Linked DNA regions of Capsicum annuum: regions 2 and 3 are each linked to region 1. Evidence: chromatin contacts called from public Hi-C data. All regions are on one chromosome and are shown on one strand. Each heading gives the region's core, a stretch centred on a gene start, on an enhancer-like site or on the middle of the called end of the contact. The rest is flanking DNA. Distances are from core to core; before and after follow the strand shown.

Evidence for each region. A called contact is a pair of places that touch in the nucleus more often than the background predicts.
Region 2: a Hi-C map of leaf shows a contact between it and region 1, with 2.7 times the contacts expected there. The contact joins the enhancer-like site here to the promoter of LOC107880020 in region 1. A contact is called at or near these places in 2 of 5 Hi-C or Micro-C datasets (leaf and placenta).
Region 3: a Hi-C map of leaf shows a contact between it and region 1, with 3 times the contacts expected there. The contact joins the enhancer-like site here to the promoter of LOC107880020 in region 1. A contact is called at or near these places in 2 of 5 Hi-C or Micro-C datasets (leaf and placenta).

The regions. Positions count from the first base shown.
Region 1 is chr1:140,967,876-140,970,625 of UCD10Xv1.1, forward strand. LOC107880020 (putative E3 ubiquitin-protein ligase LIN) reads left to right here and starts at 1,424. Exons shown (of 17, transcript XM_016726947.2): 1 at 1,424-2,750. The coding sequence starts at 2,078.
Region 2 is chr1:140,488,324-140,491,073 of UCD10Xv1.1, forward strand. LOC107879996 (Fanconi anemia group I protein) reads left to right here. Exons shown (of 16, transcript XM_016726923.2): 13 at 106-182; 14 at 184-611; 15 at 689-879; 16 at 967-1,879. The coding sequence ends at 1,605. Among protein-coding and RNA genes, the nearest start is that of LOC107879996, 6.7 kb to the left of the region's middle. Within about 2 kb of position 1,333, at least 4 of the 5 cell types and tissues checked have an H3K27ac peak or open chromatin away from gene starts, as enhancers often do. A contact at or near this core is called in leaf, where this site is marked.
Region 3 is chr1:140,672,581-140,675,330 of UCD10Xv1.1, forward strand. No RefSeq gene overlaps it. Among protein-coding and RNA genes, the nearest start is that of LOC107880006, 170 kb to the right of the region's middle. Within about 2 kb of position 1,326, at least 4 of the 5 cell types and tissues checked have an H3K27ac peak or open chromatin away from gene starts, as enhancers often do. A contact at or near this core is called in leaf, where this site is marked.

The sequences.
Region 1 (2,750 bases), core at 174-2,673:
ACTTGACTTTTGTTGACATGACACAACTCTTAAGAAAATTTTATTTAGAGATGTATTTTACTGAATTAACCTAATTAATGATACTTTAAAACTTTAAATTTGTCTATACTACCATATTATATAGTTATTTAATACTAAGGGTAGAAAAAAAACATAATACAATTCTCTTGATTTCATAAATTGAACAAGTAAATTAAAATAACTAGTTTTAGTATGAGGATCGTCAAGTAATAAGAAACGATATTATCTATTATCTATATAAATAAATGAAGTATGATTGCCATTTAATAGAGTATTATATAAATGATAATTTATCTAAATAAATATAATCTTTAAAAATCTAACTTTATTTTTATTCATTATTTTGTATTTTCTGTATTGAAATATGTTTATAAAGTTAATATTATTTATTATTTTTACTTGTAAAATAAATATTAGATTTTGATTATTATTAATAAAATTAATTTTCTTATTATGCTAATTTACTTCATTATAGATCATCATTAGTTTATATATTTAATCAGTATTTCTCACTTTTTTTTTAGAAGATAATGCTCATGTTTTTATGAAAAATTTATTACATGAATTTTAAAAAATGAAGATTTTAAAGAAGTAAAAAACAAAGTTGATGATAAAAGGATATAATAGGTATTTTAAAAATTTAATTAGGATAAAGGGAGGGAATATGACTATTGTTCAAAGTTGAGGGGGATTGATTTTTAAGGTAAAGTTGGAGAGGAAAAATGATTTTCACTCTTAAGTAATATACAACAATAACAAACCCAGTATATTCCCACACAGTGGGATCTAGGAAGGGTAAGATGTACGCAATCTATACCACTATCTCCGGAGAAGTAGCAAGACACCCCTAAGTAATATGACCCTATTAAATTCATATTAAATATTATAATTATTATTGAAGTTAATTACTCTTTTATTAAATTCTAAGGATAAAGTTAAAAAAAATATCTAATTATTTTTTGAATCTTTAAGCATGTCAAATTATTTTGAGATAATTTTTTAACAAATATGAAAAAGTAATATGCGACGGAGAAAATATCCAACATAACAAAAGAGATAATATTTTATTAATTAAATGAATATATAACAAAAAGGGGAAACTTTAAAATAATTAAATGACAATATTAACACCTTTTTCCACCAATACTTTTCCCACATACTAAAGTTAAAGAACCCCACCGTCTTCTACAGTTGCATCATGATAAAAAGCCAATAATAAAACAGAAGGATTATAACTTAGAATTGAAAGACGCAATAATAGAATAAAGCACACCAAAATGTAGAATTAAACTATAATCACGCTTAGCAATGTCCAATATTTTATCAAAAGGGAATCTTGCAATCTGTTCAAGATAATGAAACTATAGATAGCAATCATTCGATTAGTTACTAGAGTGTGGTGGGATGATAAAATTCATCCCACCTCTATTAGAGGCTGAGTTTGAATTTTAAACATAATTTTTTTTTATAAGAAGCGTGTAAGAAAAAATCTCTTAGTAAGAAATATTTTTTTTTTTTTAAATAAAGCTTATACGATATAAATCTAAATTAATCGGATCAAATAAAAGGTGGTTGTATCAAAACATTTCATTCAATTAATTAACAACACTTCGACCCCGAATTTTTGGAATCAGCTATATTATCTGTATTTGTTCCATTCAATTCATGTACATTTCATTGTTCCTACAGCTCGCACTTCCCCTCAGTTACCTTGCTATACAAGTCTAACTAAGCTAAAAAGGCCTCTTGGCATATAATAATGGACATAAAATAAGGATATCAAATAGAAAAGTTACCTTGTTCATTATTAGTCAGTAAAGACAGTAACAACCTCAAACATCTGTCCTTTATTTCAGTAAAACTTTCCCTCCATTAATGGGGCAAACAGCCATATCTTTGTCTGTAGTATATCTTTTCAGAAGAAAAAGTGGGCCCCCTTAAGGCACAGAAGTTGGCAACAATCACGAGCAAAGAATACAGAAAAAGCCACTCTACTACTTATCTGTAAACAGTATATTGCTCCTTTGTTCTTATTCTTCTTCTTCATGAGGCCAAAATGTCACATAATTCAATGGCTTCTGTATCTTCTTCTTCTGCTACTACCCTTCCTCCCGTATTTTCATATGATGATGATAAACTAGACCTTGAGTCAGTACGTGCGGTCATCACTGCTATAAATGAGCACATAACTGCATTACTTGCAGATACAAAATCTTGGAAATGCTTGAAATTGAAATGCAGTTCAAAGCTTGATGTTGGTGATAGAGGGTATCTGGAGTTCTCAGAGCAGTCGATATTGTCGAATCTTTATTGGGGGATAGAGAGTATAGAAGCATCACTTCAAGCAAAATGGAGCCAAGAGAGAACCTCAAGGTTGCAGAATTCAGAGAACATGCTTCAAGTGCCAGCCTCACTTGATGAGCATGGAGAAACAGCAGGAATTCCAAACAGTTATTTGACAGGCTACTCTTACTTTTACCTCTCCATTGTTATAAAGCTCCAAGGGCATGAGTGGCAGGTTGCAACTCATTTTCTTCAAGCTCTTGTGGTTTCTCCTAGGCTTCTTCACACTGAAATTGCTCCGGACCTCTGCAGACGGTTATCTGTCTTATGCTTTGAGCAGGAACCACATTCGAAAGAACTTGCATCAAATTATGAGAATGAGAATGAGAATGATGATGAGGTGTATGCTAGGATGGTAAAGATGGCGAGGAGATACAAAGCTTGGC
Region 2 (2,750 bases), core at 83-2,582, 480 kb before region 1:
TAAATGCATACGATTAGGCATCTTTGATTTGCTCATGAGTTTTTTGCATGATGCATAGCATTGTTCCTATTTACTTAATACCATCTGTGTTATGTTTGCTGTCAGGTTCTTTGTGATATTATCATGTTAATTAGCAATAAACTGCCAGAGGACCGAAGGAATCTTGTGGGTAATTGGGCTAAAAATCTGCAAGACTAGTAAAGCATCAAATCCCAAGGCTGCTAAAAGTATTGTATCTATTGCTATATTATTAACTTCCCCACCAAACGACTTAATTATCGCCAAAGACATGGCTGCAGAGCTTTTAAAAGTGGCTGGGCTAGAATCAGAAACGGGAGATTCACAAGTGACACTGGATGCGTATTCAATTATAAACAAATCAACTAGTGCCCCACTGGCTTCTCTAATACTGCACTTAGTCGAATCAGTTATTCTTGACACTGAATGGGTCATTATGAAGCTGAAGATTTACTCTCTTCCAAATACGAGAGCTGTTTTAGTTAATCAGAATGGTGAAAAGGATACACGATTGGCTCTGGAAGAGACTGTTTATTCAAGAGCAGAAGCTGTTGTTAAGGTGTTATCTTCTTTTGTAAAAATGGACCTTAAGGGTATGTTAAGGGAATCTAGATATTCTTGTTATTAGTTAATCTATATGTTAATCATTTAACTCCAAGATGAATAGCAGATCCTCAGGCAGAGCAGTTGGTGAAGCTAGCTGCAAGGTTTTACAAGAACTTAGCCCGAATGTCAAAGCTTCTAATTCCTTCCAAAGGTGTGAAACAACCTTTACCAAGCCTCAAGTACCAAAAGCTTGTGGAAATAACTTGCAGGCAGCTAACAGCTCCTCTCTACAATTTTGTGCCGCTGATGCAAATGGTAAAAGCTCTGGGGACTCTTGTTTAAGCTAAAGTTTCACCTCTTTTGTTCAAGTAAGTTTCTTACTTGTACCTGCTTGACTTGTAGAAGCAACTAGACAGCATGAAATCGAAAGCCCTTGTCAGCAAAATCAAAAGGGAAAACAGATGCATCTCGGACTTGATTTACCAAATAGAAGATTGTGAGAAATATCTCATACAAATTAGCAAGGCAACAAAAATAAATTTGCTGAGGCATGCAAAAAGAAGCACCTCCAGGGACTTCAAGATAATAGAACCACAAAGTTTTCCTGCAGAAGATGCTGGAATCCAAGATGCAGATAATAATGGCACAGCAAGAGGTGAGGGAGTATCACCAGAAGACCCTCGTGATGAAGAAGATGGAGTAGAAGATGATTCAGTGGCTGGTGCTTATGATGATGATGAAGGAAATGAAGTGGAAGAGGCATACAATAGTCCACATGGAGTAGAAGCTGATTCAGTGGCCGGTGCTGCTGCTGCTGATGATGAAGGAAATGAAGTGGTAGAGGCATACAATAGTCCTTACGAAGTAGAAGATGATTCAGTTGCCATTGCTGATGATGAAGGAAATGAAGTGGAAGAGGCATACAATAGTTCACCAGCAGTAGTGGCTTCGGAGTCTGAGGATGATGCTGAAGCTGCTAATCTTCCCGAGGCAAAGAGAGCAAAAATGAAAGTTGTTGAGGACTCAGATGAAGAAGCATAAAGGAGACTAACATGTAAATATGCAGAAAAGGTTTGAAGTTTTTTTGTGTCTTTGGGAGATCCCCAGCCAGCGATTCCAGTTTCCAACACCACTTAAGTTTCTCTTTTTTGTAGCAGTCCTTTTGGATATCTCTTTGTAGTTCTGGTGAACAAAAACGTATTTGATTGTGTATATCCATCCAGCCAAATAGTTTTACTTTTCTGTATGTTAGAAGTTTGGAGGAACGGTAAAGGATCTAAAAGATGAAAGAAACAATTCTTTATTATTTTTTGGATATGTAGTGATCATGTAACTAACATAACAAGAAGCTAGCTAGCTGTGCTTTAGTGAAAATCTTTGCGCTTTGTGCGGTGACAAAAGACCTTGTTATACTTGTGACGTAATTTTATTAATATTAAAATATAAAAAAAAATTAAAAAAAAATGATGGTAATGTCCTTATTTTATGATCTTTGTGTTATCTAATTTCAAAAAAAGAAGGAACCACAAGGGTTGGTGTGGTGGTTTAGCATCTCACCCCTTAAGCAAGAGGTTGGAGGTTCGATTTCCACCTCCGACGAATGGAGCAAATTCTGTGGTCAGTTTCCTACTGCTTAGTGCGCTGACCGAAGGAACGAAGGATTAATTTCACGGCTGCCGGTTGTGGGATACTTTGGAAAACCAAAAAAAAAAAAATTCAAAAAAAGAGGAAAGCAGAAAAATAGAAAAACAATAATAATAATTACGTATCAATCTCAAATAAGTTAACCAGCTATGATATTTACAATTTATTCTGTTATTTCTTTTGGCACAAGACTACAACAAAGCTACTTTTAATGGAAAAAACTATTTCTCTTCTACTTTTAAAGTGATCATTTTATTTTGAATGCCGTAATTTGACTTATATTGATTTTAAAAAGTAAAAAAGTAAATTAGATTTTTTGTCTAATAAATATGTATGTGATGTATCAAATTATTTTGGCCAAAGTCATCGACAAACACTCAAACTTGTTTCGAAAATTCACTTAGATCCCTCAACTATGACCTGTACCTATCAGACCCCCAAATCCCTCGAATTTTGTTTCAATTGGGCCTTTTTTTTCTTAATCAGCTAAAAGCTCAAAGTGTGTGTTGCACACACGCGATGATGTGGCAAAAAGGACTAAT
Region 3 (2,750 bases), core at 76-2,575, 300 kb before region 1:
TTTGTCTTTTAGTTTACATTTATTAATGCTTGTCTTGAGTAAAGATTCACAATTTAGCATCATAACAATGAGATTGTATTTGCATCTATCATGTAAATTCTAAGTGAAAAATGTGGGTTGAAATCATTTTTACCCAATTCATATTTGACCAAATTCATATTTACGCATATTTATATGGACGGATTGCAATCCAAACCATTTTTGTTCGATCCATATTTGACGCATCCAAATCCAATCCAATCTTCCTGTTTTCCACCCCTAGCTGCAACCAATATATATTAAGAGAGGCAGACTTACATTTCAGGTGTTTAGCATATGTGCACTCGGAATTTAGAAGCTGCAAAGAAAACATCAACCAGAGATGATCAACATATAGTTCAGATATCCAAATTGTAAAGTAAGTTTGAGATAAAGTGTATGACATAAATTAGACATAAAACGTAAGTTTTACTTAAGATTTGTCAATTTTGAGAAAAAATAGACATTAAAGTAGTGATATGACAAAACACTGACTTTTTTTATTTAGCTTTTCGTGTAATGTAAGAATTTGTTACGTTTTATATTTTTTTGATAAAATGTAATAAATTATTACGTTTTATTAAAAAATTGTAAAATTTAATAATTTATTACGTTTTACAAAAAGTTAACTCCGTTAGTTGACCGTTAAGAAAAAAGTAAAAAAATATAATAATTTATTAAGTTTAGCCTATTTTGGTAACTTATTAAATAGATGACCTATTTTGGTCACTTTATTTATAATTTGGCTTATTTTGATTCCAAGTTCTATCTTTTAACAATTAAACCCATCAAAAAATAAAGCTTTCCGAGATGTTGTTCAAGATTTTATTCTAACTTTTTGAGTCCAAACTAAAGAGTGAAGAAGCAAGTAGTATAGGGAATATCTTTACCAAACAAAGGAACGATTTTTTTTGAATGTGTGCTAAATATCAATTATACAACCATTTCATTAGATTTAGTAGTTTTTGTGCTATAACGCTCTTCACTACAAGATAAGTTATTGACAATTAAGTTTCTAAATTTTATTTACACATATAAAGACAATACCTTCATAAAACTCTTATCTTAAAATTTTCGTACATTGCGCAGATATGCATACTAATTTTGTTAATAAAAGTGATAATATCTCCTACTATTCTCCAAAATCACTCACCACATCATATCCCAACCCCCACCTCACCAAAATATATTTCTTTAGATTTTGACCCAATCATGTTTATTTCAGCTTCAAATTCCAATAATGATTGTAATATATTACCCATGAATCCTTCCCAAATAAGAATTCAGAAGCCCTACTCATATTTTACCTCAATTACAACAGTAAATGAAATTCAAACACCAATAAATCAAAATTTAAAAATGAAGACCCAACTAAGCTCCAAACTGTGCCAAAATTAGGGACATGTTCGTGAATTCGAAGTTTGGTAGATTACTATTTCAAACTCAAAGATAAACAAGTTCTTTCAACACTTTATTCAAATAATAAATTTGCAGTCAAATAGAAAACAATGAAGAATAATAACAGTTTTGACTTTTTTGAAGTGTTTTGAGTTTCTTTTGTAATTATTTATATGAAATACGAGTTAGGAGTCTATTGGAAACAACCTCCCTATAACCTTTGAGGTAGAGGTATGTACTGCGTATACTCTATCCTCCCCCAGATCTCACGTTATGAGAATACACTAGGTATGTTGTTGTGGTTTCTTTTATTTATATGAAACACAATGCAATGAACAAGGAACTTGTAGAAGTAATGTGGATATATTATTAATACATAGTTATACATTGTTTATATATGTTTATACATATTTGTACAATATATATATATATAGTGTATAAGAGTGTGTGTACATATATGTAATATATAATAATGTGTATACACTTTTACTTATCTTGTCATAGATTTTTAAAATGCAAAATTAGAAAAATGATGAGGTTTATGTGGTAACTCGAGAAAGAAGTTACAAAAATAACATGACCTTATGAAATTCATTATAAATATTGGTTATTCTAGATGTAAAAACTAAACTAATTGGACTATGCTCAATGTAAGCCCCCCCCCCCCCCTAATATCTCACAAATTAAGTTCATGCATTCTTCAATTTCTAAAGAACTTATGCACATTTGGGCATAAGTACAATTACTAAAACAAATACTAAAAACCCACCTAGTTATTTGAGGTAAAACATATAATTTCATGCATTGGAAAGTATTTGTTTGGGCGGTACATATGGATAAGTATCCCTACTATGTTTGCAAGGGGAAATCGAGTTCAGGATAGAGGCCTATGAGCAACAAGTTCATGATATTAGCACATTTTCCCAATCCATTTTCTTCTTTGGGAGGCCCGAGGCCCAAACCTCCATTTGTTAATGGCGATTTTGTAAATACAATGATATAGATTTTGAGAATCATATAATATTAGGAAAAATTTCATAAGTAACAAACTTATAGCTATAATTAGAACTTTTATAGCAACTGTTTCATAATTACGAAAAATAGCAAGTTGTATTTTATATTTTAGCTAAAGTTTGATATATAAATACATATACAAACTGAAAATCAGTTCCTATTTTAACTCCAATTAGATAGAGTTAAATAAGGAATAAACCGTCCTTAATTCATGCTATTTATTTAATTTTTAGGATTCCTTTTCCTTATATGGCTATTTTTTTTACCTCTGCCGTTATTTTGCAGTTATTTTTTTCAAAATTCAAAAGTGTTTACCATGA